2 separate regions of the Hordeum vulgare genome follow, and region 2 is linked to region 1. Evidence: chromatin contacts called from public Hi-C data. All regions are on one chromosome and are shown on one strand. The core of a region is the stretch at or near the end of the contact, and the rest is flanking DNA. Distances in the headings are between cores, read along the strand shown. Region 1 holds the start of LOC123396046 (protein EDS1L-like). Region 2 holds the start of LOC123395900 (lysine-specific demethylase JMJ25-like).

Region 1 (6,903 bases), core at 1,760-4,259:
ACCCACCCTGTCTTTCAGATCCTCGAATGATTTGCCGTTGATCATCTCAGCCTGCAGCTCCTCAGACATTGCCCAGAAGCACGACTCGAGGCTGGAACCCAAGGGGATGCGGTGCGACTGCTCGCGCCATTTCTGGGTGTACTTGTATCGTCTCGGCCTGCCCTTGGAGAGGTAGGAACCAGTGTCCTCGTTCTTGGAATGCCTGTAGTAGTTTGCAATGTCCAGGGGCTCAACCAGCCGGCGGTACGAGGTGCCCAGATTCACCCACTCTTCTCGCCCTTCGAACGCGTCTGGAAGCTCACGCCTTCGCAGCATCTCAATTATCTCGTCCCAAAGGCCGGCTAGTTCCAGCCTCCGTACATTTGAATTGAAGTCATGCACTTCCCGCTGAAGCTTGAACGAGTCATAGTAGCTAACTTCATGCAGCTCGCATGTTCTTTTGTACTCATTCAGGGACTTGAGGGCTTCCTGAATTTTACTGCAGTTTGCGTCTATCTTTGCTTGGTTTATCTCTCTCTGCTTCTCCCATTGTGCAGCAGCAGCAAGACTCAGCATAGCTTCCTTACTCTGTAATATGAAAGGGACAACTGTAATATTATGTGATTGGACTGATTATTAAATTTACTAGTGGTTTAAACTCAGGGAAAACACTATGAAGATGGAAATGGAACTAGTAACTGGAGAATTGTGTTATCAGAAACAGTTACTGATACAAATTTGATGCGTACACTGCCATTTATCCTAACCTACAGACATATCTGTTGCATTTGGCTACACCATAAATGAATGACCAGACGCTAAAAGGCAACACTGAGGGTTTCCAGACTAAGACTGCCTTCAGACATACAGTTCACCAAAATAACAGATGTTTACAGTGGCAATCCACGGTATTTTATGGAAGAAGAGGAGCCGTTGCTTACCAGTTCAAGGCCACCAATTGCTATCCCATTCATCTGTGTACCAGGAAGTGATGATGAAATTGCTCTTAGGTAATCCACACAAACTACCTCTTGCATCATATTTTGTTTAATCGATTCATATTGCCAGTGAGCACTTAAGCTTCTGGCAGCGGCATCAAGCAATTGTTGTTGGGGATCCAATTGAAGGCAGTAAAATAGCAACTGTAATACAGCATCTGAGTTTGTGAGAATAACCAGTTGTTCGGTACTTGTCAAGAAAAGATAAGTCCCACAGGGTCTGTAAGGGGATAGCTCAATAAAGGAAGTCAGCGTTCCTAGGATTGAGCTAGTGCATCCCATGAAAGAACAGGCCTCGTAGCTGGCAATTGATAGGGTGCTTCTCAACAAAGTTTCATAAAACTCAGGAATAACAAGTGAATTCCCAACAGGTGAGAAGTTTGGACTATGAGGAGATAACCAATCCAGAACAGATTGAATTTGTTCTCTAGAGGATGCAAGGGGGGCCAGCGGAATTCGTGGGATGATGTCCAGTGGCATGATGAAATGCAAAATACACTGCGACCAGCCCTCCCTTCTAACAGCATGGTTGAAAACATTATCGCCAACAAGAGGTGCCCCAAAGGTCACGCAAAATGGCTGTGCTTGATTGACACTTCCCCGTCTCGTGCAGTTCTCAAGAAACCATATGGCAGCAAGGGTGGCTATTGAACCCCCAGATGAATGGCCTGTGAATACGACACGTTTCTCCTCTGCCACCGCTTTAGATACCTGTAATACAAAGCAATAAATAAACACCACTTTTCCTTGAGGTGATAATGCAGTTACACCGAAATTTAAAATTCACCATGGCAAGACTATCACTCTGTTGATACGAAGATAAAATAACACGAGGTAGGACTATGAAAGGTCTATGACCACAGCAAGAGGAAAAAGTAAGTGGAGAGGAACTCGGTACTATTGCTGAACTCACGAAGGCCACTTCATTTTCCTGTCATCAAATTAATAAAGCACCTAGTTCATTTTACCTATTTTCACCGGGCATAGCACCAAGCCAAACTACCATGTAGACTTTTATCTACTACTATCAGTCTGAAACTATAGTGGCCATGGATCTCATTACCTCCCTCATTCTCTGTCATAAGCTCAAATCAAACTAACTGAACCGTAAAAGCACTATGAAAATCAAAACCGACCAAAGAAATAAATCTTCAAAAGCATTATAACAATTTGGGACAAGAAAAAGAGGTAGCCCTTTTGGCAGGATCTTCAACTCAAGGCCTCTGGGCTCTGATACCATATTGAAATTCATGCTTCAGCCAACTAATTCAAAAGTCCAAACTGATGAAGGGACACGGACAATATATTTCAACATTCACAACAAGTCCGTGCGAACCAACACCAACATAAATGTAGCCTGTATAGAATTCGGAGCAACAAGGGTTTCTTGATACAAAGGGAATTTATGTTTCTTGATACAAATGCAATATCTGCAAAGCGTAAAAGGTTCAGATATTGCATTTTACTTCGGTGCGGCAACCACGACTTCTCGCCACAATGGTTTATGAAGTAGCGATGGCAGAAACCGTAAAAAAACGATGGCAGAAGACTCTCACCTCGGTCTGGAGCGGCGAGCCGTCGAGCAGGCCCCTGAAGGCGGCGACGAAGGCGGCGCTGGCGCGCGCGGGAACACCGCTCCCGACGCTGCGCAGCGACGGGAAGAGCGCGGGGTCGACCTCCGCGTCCCCAAACGGCGCGCGGCCGCCGGCGTCGAGGGAGGGGGGCATCCAGCCGGCGGCGGACCAGGTGGGCGGGAAGACGAAGGCGGCGCAGGGGTAGGGGTGGGACGCGTGGTGCACCTGGAAGGAGGCGGTGGCGGAGGGCGGGGAGCGGGAGGCGGAGGGGAAGGAGAGTCCGGCGCAGTGGGCGACGAGGAGGCGGTCGTCGTCGGACAGCGCCGCCCCGCGCGGCGGCGGGGTGTCCATCGGCATAGTGGTGGGCCAGTGGAGGAGCCGGAGCACCTGGAACTGGAAGGTGGAGGCCGCCCTTCCTCTGCTGGCCTTTGACGCTTGAGCTCGCTGCCTGCTGGGTTGACTTGTCGCCCCTGTGTCTTTGGCTCTTCGCGGGTGGTTGATACGATACGATCATAGACTACGAGAGTACTACCGAGGAGCGGAAAAAATAGGAGCCGCAACTGCCTAAACCCTACGGATGAAATGTGACAAAGAAATGCTTCCTTCCTACGGATGAAGTGTGACAAAGAAATGCTTCCTTTGATTGTAGTGTAGATAGATGTATGTATACCGTTTCAGGCCCCAACATGTTCTTCAAGGCGGAACTATGATCATTATATGACATTTTCAAATAAAAAGTTATGCTAAAGTTGTACTCCCTCTGTACCATAATATTTGTTGTTGGGGAAAACTAATATAGTTCTGTCCAACAACAACTATTTAAGAACAGAGGGAGTAACAATTAATATGGATCGAAGGGATAGCATTGTCATTGTGCATGAATTCTCATCTACAATTTTTAATATTTCTTTTGCATTTCAGTGTTTTTGCGAGTTCTGAAGAATGTCTTGCCACAAGATATAAACCAATAATAATTTACTCAAAACATAACAAAAAAAAGTATCCCCTTGTTGGAAACTTATAAGTTTATAAAGGCTTCATCATCATTTTCTCTCTCTCTTACTCACGCACAGTGCAAGTACCACTAAACATGAAGAATGTCGCTTGTGAAGAAACTATTTGACTACTAACAAAATTCAGGTAAAGATCATGGATCATAAGATTATACCTGCTGAAAATCATAGAGTGGCAAAATTACCCATAAAATTCAAAAAAATGAAGGTCATGTGCCATGAGATTATAGCAATTGAAAATGGACTCTCGCAAAAGTATAGTCGAAGTAGTCTATCCATAATTGTAGGAGTAAATAGCATAAAACTACTAGTTTACAGGCTAGGGTTTAAAAAACTATCGGTTTTTAAAAAATCTAAATCGTCAAATACTTTACGACTAATCGTGATTATGACAGGTCGGATCCACACCTAAATGAAGCGTTAGTTTGACTCCCTGTTTGACCGTTAACTGACATGTGAGGCCCACATGTCAGGGTCTCTTTCTTATTTATTTTTCTCTTCTCTACTTTCATTCTCCTATCCCCTACACTAGAACGAGAGAGGAACCAGAGACCGCCATGGCCGCCGGCCACCTGCTGGCCTACGCCACCGCCCAAAGTGACGTATGTCTGCCTATCCTTCCGCACCCGTCAAGCCTCACCTCCGTGCTGGCCAAGCCACACGTCGGGGAGCACGGGAAGCACGACGGGAAGGAGGGAAGAGGAAGAAGCCAATGCGGCTGCTCACTGGCTCACTGGCCCACTGGAGGCCGCCCTTCCTCTGCTGGAACTCGAAGGTGGAGGCCGCCCTTCCTCTGCTCGAAGGAGGAGGTGGATCGCTGATACGTCCATTTTGCATCATGTTTTCATGTTGATATTTATCGCTTCTTTGGTTGTTATTCCACTTCACGGTACTATTCTTATGCCTTTTCTCTCTTATTTTGCAAGGTTTACATGAAGAGGGAGAATAGCGGCAACTGGAATTCGGGCCTGAAAGTGGAGCAAAGTTGAGATACCTATTCTGCGCAACTCCAAACGCCGTGAAAATCAACGGGGATTTTTTTCCAAATTTATCAAAAATACTGGGCCGAAGAAGTGCCAGAGGGGCACCAGGGGGTGCCCACAAGCCTGCACGGCGCGGCCACCCCCCCCCCCAGGCCGCGCCATGGGGGCTTGTGGGCAGCCCACTGGCCCACTGGCCCCCCTCTTTTGCTATATGGAGGGTTTCATCCAGGAAAAAATCAGAGAGGATCTTTTTCGTGGTTTCGCCGCCGCCATGAGGCGGAACTTGAGCAGAACCAATCTAGAGCTCCGGTAGGACGATCCTGTCGGGGAAACTTCCATCCCGGATGGGGAAATCGTCGCCATCGTCATCACCAACACTCCTCTCATCGGAGGGGACTCGTCACCATCAACATCTTCACCGGCACCATCTCATCTCCAAAACCTAGTTCATCACTTGTAACCAATCTCCGTCTCGCGACTCCGATTGGTACTTGTAAGGTTGCTAGTAGTGTTGATTACTCTTTGTAGTTGATGCCAGTTAGATTATTTGGTGGAAGAGTTTATGTTCAGATCCTTGATGCTACTCATTACCTCTCTGATCATGACTATGATTATGCTTTGTGAGTAGTTACTTTTGTTCCTGAGGACATGGGATAAGTCATGCTAATAGTAGTCATGTGAATTTGGTATTCGTTCGATATTTTGATATGTTGTATGTTGTTTTTCCTCTAGTGGTGTTATGTGAACGTCGACTACATAACACTTCACCATTATTTGGGCCTAGAGGAACGCATTGGGAAGTAGTAAGTACATGATGAGTTGCTAGAGTGACAGAAGCTTAAACCCTAGTTTATGCGTTGCTTCGTAAGGGGCTGATTTGGATCCACTAGTTTAATGTTATGGTTAGACTTTGTCTTAATTCTTCTTTCTTAGTTACGGATGCTTGCGAGAGGGGTTAATCATAAGTGGGATGCTTGTCCAAGTAAGGGCAGTACCCAAGCGTCGGTCCACCCACATATCAAACTATCAAAGTAACGAACACGAATCATATGAACATGATGAAACTAGCATGACAAAAATTCACGTGTGTCCTAGGGAGCGTTTTTCCTCCTATAAGACTTTGTCCAGGCTTGTCCCTTGCTACAATAGGGATTGGGCCACTTTGCTGCACCGTTGCTACTTTTGTTACTTGTTGCTTGCTACGAATCATCTCACCACACAATCACTTGTTACCGATAATTTCAATGCTTGCAGATATTTCCTTGCTGAAAACCACTTGTCAGATCCTTCTGCTCCTCGTTGGGTTCGACACTCTTACTTATCGAAAGGACTACGATTGATCCCCTATACTTGTGGGTCATAAAGACTCTTTTCTGGCGCCGTTGCCGGGGAGTGAAGCGCCTTTGGTAAGTGGAACTTGGTAAGGAAACATTCATATAGTGTGCTGAAATTTATTGTCAATTGTCACTATGGATACTAATCCTTTGAGGGGCTTGTTCGGGGTATCTTCACCTCGAACGGAAGAACAAAGAGTTGCTTTGAATTTTCTACTCCTCAACCTGCTGCACCTACTGAAAATATTTGCTTTGAATTTCCTTCGGGTATGCTTGAGAAACTGCTGGCTAATCCTTTTACACGAGATGGAACATCACATCCAGACTTGCATCTAATCTATGTAGATGAGGTTTGTGGTTTATTTAAGCTTGCAGGTGTGCCCAAGGATGAGGTCAAGAAGAAGGTCTTTCCTTTATATTTGAAGGATAAGGCATTGACATGGTATAGGCTATGTGATGATACTGGATCATGGGACTACAATTGGTTGAAATTGGAATTTCATCAAAAGTTTTATCATATGCATTTAGTACATCATGATGGGAATTATATTTATAATTTTTGGCCTCGTGACAGAGAAAGCATCGCTCAAGCTTGGGGGAGGCTTAAATAAATGCTATATTCATGCCCCAATCATGAGCTCTCGAGAGAAATTATCATTCGGAACTTCTATGCTCGGATTTCTCATGATGATCGTGCCATGCTTGACACTTCTTGTACCGCTTCTTTTATGAAGAGAGATATTGACTTCAAATGGAATTTATTGGGGAGAATTAAACGCAACTCTGAAGATTGGGAGCTTGAAGAAGGTAAGGAGTCAGGTATGAATTTCACGTTTGATTGCGTTAAATCCTTTGTTGAGACAAATACTTTTTGTGACTTTAGCGCTAAGTATGGACTTGACTCTGAGATAGTAGCTTCACTGTGTGAATCCTTTGCTGCTCATATTGATCTCCCCAAAGAGAAGTGGTTTAAATATCATCCTTCGTTAGAAGTCAATGTAGTTAAACCCACTCCAGTTGAA
Region 2 (7,474 bases), core at 3,866-6,365, 400 kb before region 1:
CACCTTAAGTTCTCTACAATGCATGCACGACCGCGACAACACAAGAGAGACAGGGACTGTGTAGGCAGCAACACTTTAAAGGCATGGGTCACAAAAGCCGTGGTAGCGTGAGGGTCACATCAGTGACTACACATCAAGCCAACAAACCAAGGAGGAAAGTTGATGCCAAGATGGATATCAAGGAGATAGTCGTCAGTGAGAAGGATGAAAAGATGAGGCAACACACAATCAAAAGGAGGTTACTTTAAGATGTAATGTGGCAGGTTAAAAGGAAGTAACACAACTTCTGTTACAATCCAAAGTTAGGTACCGAGCATGTTGCAGCTGATCCCAACAAAAGAAGAGAAAAGAGCAGACAGGAGCTCATCTTGCATTGCAATATATTTATTATAATGGTATGTCCCAAGCTAATGCTACAAAGTTTAATGCTGCTTGAAATGCATATGTAATGCAGGATGGTTAAAATAGGTGCATTGTAACGGTCTTAATTATGTTCATAAAGGCTCAAAAAAAATATGTTCATAAAAAAGGTCATACTTACCTCTAATTTATCTTCTTTTGCCCTGTGGTTCTTAGGAAGCACACGGAATTGTTGAGTTAACTTGACACACTCCTGGACATTCTCAGGTGATACAAAATCTATAGCAATTTTCGTGCAAGACTGCAACGGTAACAATAAAAATAATCAGGTACATAACATGGCAAAGTTGAATATTATATTTCGTAGTTCTCCCCTATCTAGCACAGGTATGGAATTGTGGCACTGCTATGGTAAACTGAGAACATTTACCTTGAGATTCCGTACTTGATGCGGGCACCCAGCAGGGATAAAAACTGCCTCTCCAAGTTTTTGTACAAATGTCCAAGGCTCGACTCCTAAATGGGAGTAACAAAAATTCAAGAAAATACAAACCAGATACTGCAACCATTTGCAGTAAAGAATTGGCAAAGTGTTACAGAAACAGACAAACAGAACTCACCATGCTCCTCTTTAAGTCTCCTTTTATGTTCCTCAGTTAGATAGAATGTTTCATCGTGTAGAGGGTTAAATGTCTGCATTCAAGCATGGTGAAAGGTGTTAAACATGATGGCAGCAAGTACAAGGTTGTTCATATCACACAATTACCAACCTTTTCAACTGGAGAACAATATATATGGCGAAATTCCTTGGAATGTTTACGAAGGTACGTTTCCAGTTCTGGAACGTCCTCCCTCCTGAAAATATCCCATAAAGCACCTCCCTCATCGTCCTTGCTGTAGTTAGGAGAGGGTGTATGGTTTGAATCCACGCAATTTTTGTGACATGCATTACTTCCATCAATTGAAAAATTGCCACAACATTCCTTTTCATCTTGTCCCTCATGTCTTGCTTTCAAGTTTTTTATTGCATTTTCTTGTCCTTTAGAAGGGGCAACTTGTGCAGTATGCATCAAAACGTTAACCTAACAATATCAAAAATAACATAGAATAATTAAAGAGAACCAAATCTCAGCAAGACTAGCATCAATCAGGGTTCTACTATCGGTCCCATGAAATTGAATGTTCTACATTACAGGAAAATTAAGTTCTTTGAGGTAAGCAAGTGCGAAAAAAATCCTTTCATAGATACATGAGAGATCAGAATTTGTTTCCAAGCTGTTGGTGCTTCTCAATTGCTAAGGGAGTACAACTATTTACTTACTGCGTCAGATATATCACAATGAAGCTTCGTAACAGAATCTCCTCTGCCAAGTTCCTGTGCATAGCCATAAGCTATGTATGACTTCGGGCCCATGTCGATCTTTAGAATGTCATCGGGAAGCAATGCGGAAACACTTAGCAAACCAGATTTCAAATTTGTGTACGGTTGAAAGGGTAAAGAATTGATGTATTCCACTCCATGCGAAGGCAAAAGCTCTTCAAAATGATTTGAAGTAGGCCAGTCTTTCAATTTAAGCATTTCGGGCCATTCGTTTTGATACACCCGACCATAATAGTATCCATTGAAGAAATCTTGTGTGCGTATCTCGACCTGGATCATTTAAACACAAAAGGTGAATTTCCTTTCTGGGTAATGAGAAAAAAAAGACGTAATGACTACACTGAACAAGTCCACATGAAACAGATTAATTCAAACCCCTCATCCATCCTAAAAGAAATTTGTCTTAATCTATGTTCTCTTGGAACCTTACACTTACATTAAATTACATATTTTAGACAACTGTGCTACGAGTTGTTCCTGAAATAACCAAAGAAAAGTGTACTTCAAGACAGTAAACGCTTTCCAGCTAATGAGCGCATGGGACTGAAGAGATTTTTGGGTGATGGTGGACGAATTAATCGACACCGGGACCTTTCGACATTCAAGATGCTAATGCTAACAACTGTATTAAAACCGATGGATAGGTATAGAATGCTAATAATACCTTTGGAAAAAAATTATAGATCTTGACAACGTGTTTTTCTTACACCTCAATATCTTACGTATTTGGAATCAGTTGACAAACAAATACAATATAAAGATATTCAAGAAATATAATCATTTTCTAGATATGCGATGTTTTTCACTAACCTCACAACATGATAAACAATCAATACACTTCACATTTTTCATATCAGGGGTGGTACTATCACCATGTACTTCAGACCACATATGTGGTGGCTCCCAGCTCAAATGTGGTATTTTCTGTAGTACCCCTTGAACAATAACAGGTTCTCCTTTCACCCAGTGACTCTGGAAGTGAGTTAGATCATCTGCTTTCTCATTATCTGATTTTGGACAGTATAGGCAGTTATCTGTTGAATTATCTCTGGTGGCAGCATGCCTTGCATTTTCATGTTTAGTACAGCATGGACATTCATGTGTATATCCGCTGACAATATCCGAAGGTTCGAGCTGCTTACTCAACTGTAGAGCATCCCTTTCGAGATTATTTAACCAATCTTTTGGAAACATCTGCCTCAACTTAAGGGCAATATCACCACAACCACCAAGTTCAGGTGGGGGGCAATTTATAGTCCCATCAGTATTAGCACACCACTTAGTAGTCTTAGGCTGGCAACTGGAAAAGTGTGGTTGTACGCAGTTTATCAACTCAGGCGATGGATCACCACCATGCATATAGTCGATTCCTCTATTAGGATAAGACACCAGCTCTTCCCGACAAGAGCCCTCTAGATTATTTCCACGAAGCTCCTTACAGCACGCAATGCATAATTCATATGAGCAGTTTGGACAGCTTCTATGCAGATCAAAGATCGAAGTTCTGCAATTGTCACTGGACAAATAGAAAAAATCATCAGTACAAAGTATAAAATAACAACAGGAAGTGAAAAAAAATCCAAAGTTGAATGAATGGAGCACTCAGTACCAGAACATCCTCTCATCATTCCGGCAGTCAGCCTGTTCAACACTCAGTTCAGACAATTCCAATCCTGTTTGGCAGAAAACAGGGTAAGTACTAACAATTAGTTGCAAGGCACAACTCTGTTTAGTTTCCACATGTTCTGGAGAATTGAGTTTACCTTGAATTTTGGCCTCAATTTCTCTCTCAACCATCTGATCCCTGTTCAGGTCACTCAAACAAGGCAGCAGGTAGTGCAACAGATATCTAGCATGTTTTACTTTAGTTTCACAAGCAATCTCATCAGCTCTTGCATCCAATGTATCTACCTTGTCTAATTTGACACATGTGCTATTAATCTCATTGGAGCTTAGGAAGGAGTTGTCATTTGCTTCCGCCTGCGTCACCTCATTACGAAACCTAGTTGACTTTACACCTGAGGTGTTAGCCTTCTTTCTCTTCGTTACTGATCTACTGCCGTTGCGTTTCCTCAAAACTGAACTCTACGAGTGGAAAAAATGCATATTTTAGACCTCCGTATATGGTGTTGATTTTTTTGTTACAACAGTTATGGTTTCGCAAAACTGTAAGTATGTCCAACACTGCAAACACTCAATAACTAGATTTCCTTGTCACAGTTTAACAACAATTTGTACTACAAGTGACAGCATTGTCAGTTTGTCGCAACAGAGAACAATAATTTCAAAACAAGAAATCTTATGAATGTAACATAGAAATCAGAAGTGCTGATATCATGCTGAACTGCTGATGGGTTTGCACCATCGGAGATTAACTCAACAAGCCACAAGATCATCACCTTGGGTTCACCCTGCTCCTTGGGGTTGCACCGTTTACATTTGCAGATTCCGCGGCAGGATGGGCACTGAAGTCTAACCTGGCCCAACGACAACTCCGGGTACCTGCAAACCCGCAGGCCTCACTGATAACTCCGATGTTCATTCGTGCTAATGTCCGAACATTACAAGCGGGGTGAGAAGAGAGATGTACATATCATTGATGCAGCGGCCGCAGTAGATCTTGTCGCGGCATCGCTTACACTTGGTCATCTGCTGCCTCATCCCCGACTTGCATTGGTGGCAAGCCCTCCTACCCTTGGTGCGGCCCGAGGCGCTGGTGCTCGGCGTCGCCTCCTCTGCTGCGGGAGCAGCTGTTTCCGAGGGCACGGCGACGGGGCGGCCCCTCTTGGCCCTGTTTCCGCTGCGCCGCCCCTTGGGCACGGCGCTCCACGACGGGGGCCCGGCATCGGACGACGCAGGCGAGGCGCAGAGGGTGGCGACGCACCGCAGCTTTTGCGGCCGCGACGAGCGCGGCGCCTTCCTCTTCGTCCCCCTCCTCTCCATCTCGACATCCCAGTCCTCGTCCGCCCCCTCCTTCTCCTCCAGGAGCGGCGCGTCCTCGCTCCCGTCCTCCTCATCCTCATCCTTGAAGACGTACTGCCAGCCCACGGACCCCCCGGCCCGACGGCAACCCATCGCCCCCATGGCCGCCGCCGCCGCCGCCGCGCACGATCCAATCCGCGGGAGCAACCCGGATTCGGGGATTCGATCTCCCGGATTTATTATCTACGACGCCTATCCCGTCGGGCGCAATCTGGCCGGGGCGGGCAGGGCCGCAGCCCGCAGGTGTTTTCGTCGGAGGTGGGAAGGGGCGGAGGGAGTAGCGGCCACGTGGAACGCGCGTACGGGGCGGCCCGTTGCGGTTCGATACGAGGCTCCTCGCTGCTGCTGCTCCGGCCGCTGCTGGTTTTGGTTCGGTTTCCGGTGGGTTGGTCGCTCCTGACTGGCGAGTGCGCGGGTTGGATTTATCAGCTGCGGTAATTTCCTTTGGGGGGCAATGTATGGTAGGTAGGAGTAAATGTTTTTTTTTTACTACTACTGTTGTCTATTACTCCTGCTGTAGGTAGGAGTACTTCCACAGGTGCGAAAGGAAGGTTCGTTCGTCACGGCATGGGACTACGGCGTGACACAGGTCGTGCCAAGTTGTGACTTGTGAGGCGTGCCGCACAACTTCCCAGGGGTAGAAAGGTCCAACGGATCTTTTTTCACACGAGTATAGGCCGGCCAGACCAGGTCAGGGTTTTTCTTGTTAGCTAAAACCTTGACACGTTTTTCTGTTTTTGACGGAGCAGCCATGATTGAGAAAGCCTGTGTCCGGAATGACCAGACATGTTCGCAATCACGGACGATTATTGTTTGGCAGCTTCAACCCCCGACTCAAACAGACACGTATTTTGTTCGTGTTTTGTTTGTTCGAATCAGCACGTCTGATTTTCTTATAAATGGATCAACCGATCCATTTTTCATCCGCGTGAAAGGTTTGTAGTTATTTTTTTATCGTTTTGATAAATTTATTGCATAAAATAAATTTTATTTCTAGATTAATAAATGTTTAATACAAAACATTATTGCATAGTTTAATAATTATGAAAATATCTCATAGTTGATGCATTTAAAAGAAAAGGTTGCCGATACATTTACTAGTTGCTCACATGAATCCACATATGATTAAACAAATCATTTTGCACATGCATGTGAGTATCTCAATCACGCATCTTATGATGAAACTCGACGAACTATGCAAACATTGCCTCTCCTCCATGCTCATGCACAACATTGTCATCGTGAAACTCAAACCCTTAATCAGATAAACGTTTTGGGTGCTCATCCTCTATGATTATGTTGTGCATGATGACACAAGTTGTTATCACCTCCCACAACGTTTTCATGCTTCATGTTCTAGCAGGATATCGAACAATGCCTCATCGAGATTGAAGAACGTCAAAGGCACGTTCTACATATTTTCTAACACTCTTGTTCTTGGGCAAATCTCTTTATCTTTCTCTTCTACAAAATTAGAGATTGTCTTCACAAGAGTAGACCGCTTTGGATAGATATCGTCAGCTAGATAGTATCCATTGGTGTATTGGTGGCCATTGATCTCAACATTGACCTCCGGACAATTGCCTTTTGCCATCCTAGCAAACACCGAAGAGCGATGGAGCACATTGATATCATTGTGAGATCCGGCCATGCCGCAGAAAGCGTGCCAAATCCAAAGATATTGGGAAGCCACAGCCTCAAGTATGACAGTGCAAGCTCGAACATGGCCCTTATACTGCCCTTGCCAGCAGAAGGGCGGTTCTTCCACTTCGAGTGCATACAATCTATGCTACCAAGCATCCACGAAAACTCCTTACTTGAATTCATCGACAACAACCGTGTTGTACCGACAGTTGTTGGCTCTCTCAAGTACTCCGACCCAAACACATCTATGACAACCCTGTAGAATCTATACATGGACTCAAGGCAGGTGGACTCACTTATCCGGACATACTCATCAATGAGATCATCGGGGACTTCGTATGCAAGCATCCAAATGGCAGCAATGCATTTCTGATAAGAGGAGAAGCCAATCTTTCCAAGGGCATCCGTCTTCACTCAAAATAGTTATCGTATTCAACCAACCCCTTTCGAATACAGTTGAAAACATGTCTAGCCATCCGAAAACGGCGGCGGAACAAGTGACATTTGAAGAGCGGATTTGGGGGCTCGAAGTAGTCTTTCCAGAGTAGGAAATGGCCAATCTCCCGGTTATGATTCAGTGTGGGTGTGTGCCCCGGCAAGGAGCCCTTAAACTATGGCCGCTCCATACTTACGTGGTCATGGACGACCAACGCAACCGCCGCCATCTACTCATCATCATATGAAAAATCATCCGAGTCCAAAAGAACATTGTAGAAAAAATACTCATCATCGAAGTCCATTTGTACCTAGGGCGAAGCGTCGAACACCTTGCGGGCGTTGTGGAAGGCTTTGGCCGGAGAGGAGCCTCCCTTCGAGAGAAAGTGGCAGAGATGGGCGGTGACCGCGGGAGGCGAGTCTATGGGAAGGTGAGTCCGCGGGAGGATGACTGGCGACAACGGCGGAAGCGGGCGGCGAGGGGCGGGCGGTGGCGGTAGGGTGATTTGGAGGCGAAGGCGGAAGAAGAGACTGGCGTATGTGCCACCGACTGGCGGACCACGGGAAGAGAAGGGCGGGCGAATGGGTCGCGGGTGGACGAAAAACGGACGCGCGTTCGTTTGGTCGGCACGTTGGGCCAACTTTTATGTCCTCGGTCATCCAAACGGACAC

Evidence for each region. A called contact is a pair of places that touch in the nucleus more often than the background predicts.
Region 2: a contact with region 1 is called in a Hi-C map of leaf, with 2.8 times the contacts expected there. The contact joins the promoter of LOC123395900 here to the promoter of LOC123396046 in region 1. A contact is called at or near these places in 3 of 6 Hi-C or Micro-C datasets (leaf and seedling) and 1 of 1 datasets of contacts at active chromatin or transcription factors (embryo).

Annotation. Positions count from the first base shown.
Region 1 is chr5H:419,587,582-419,594,484 of MorexV3_pseudomolecules_assembly, reverse strand. It overlaps LOC123396046 (protein EDS1L-like), which reads right to left and starts at 3,009. Exons shown (of 3, transcript XM_045091076.1): 1 at 2,534-3,009; 2 at 921-1,688; 3 at 1-567. The coding sequence starts at 2,908.
Region 2 is chr5H:419,991,589-419,999,062 of MorexV3_pseudomolecules_assembly, reverse strand. LOC123395900 (lysine-specific demethylase JMJ25-like) reads right to left here and starts at 5,115. Exons shown (of 11, transcript XM_045090927.1): 1 at 4,332-5,115; 2 at 4,141-4,243; 3 at 3,505-3,826; 4 at 3,351-3,414; 5 at 2,552-3,257; 6 at 1,682-2,011; 7 at 1,131-1,442; 8 at 981-1,053; 9 at 791-876; 10 at 542-661. The coding sequence starts at 4,825.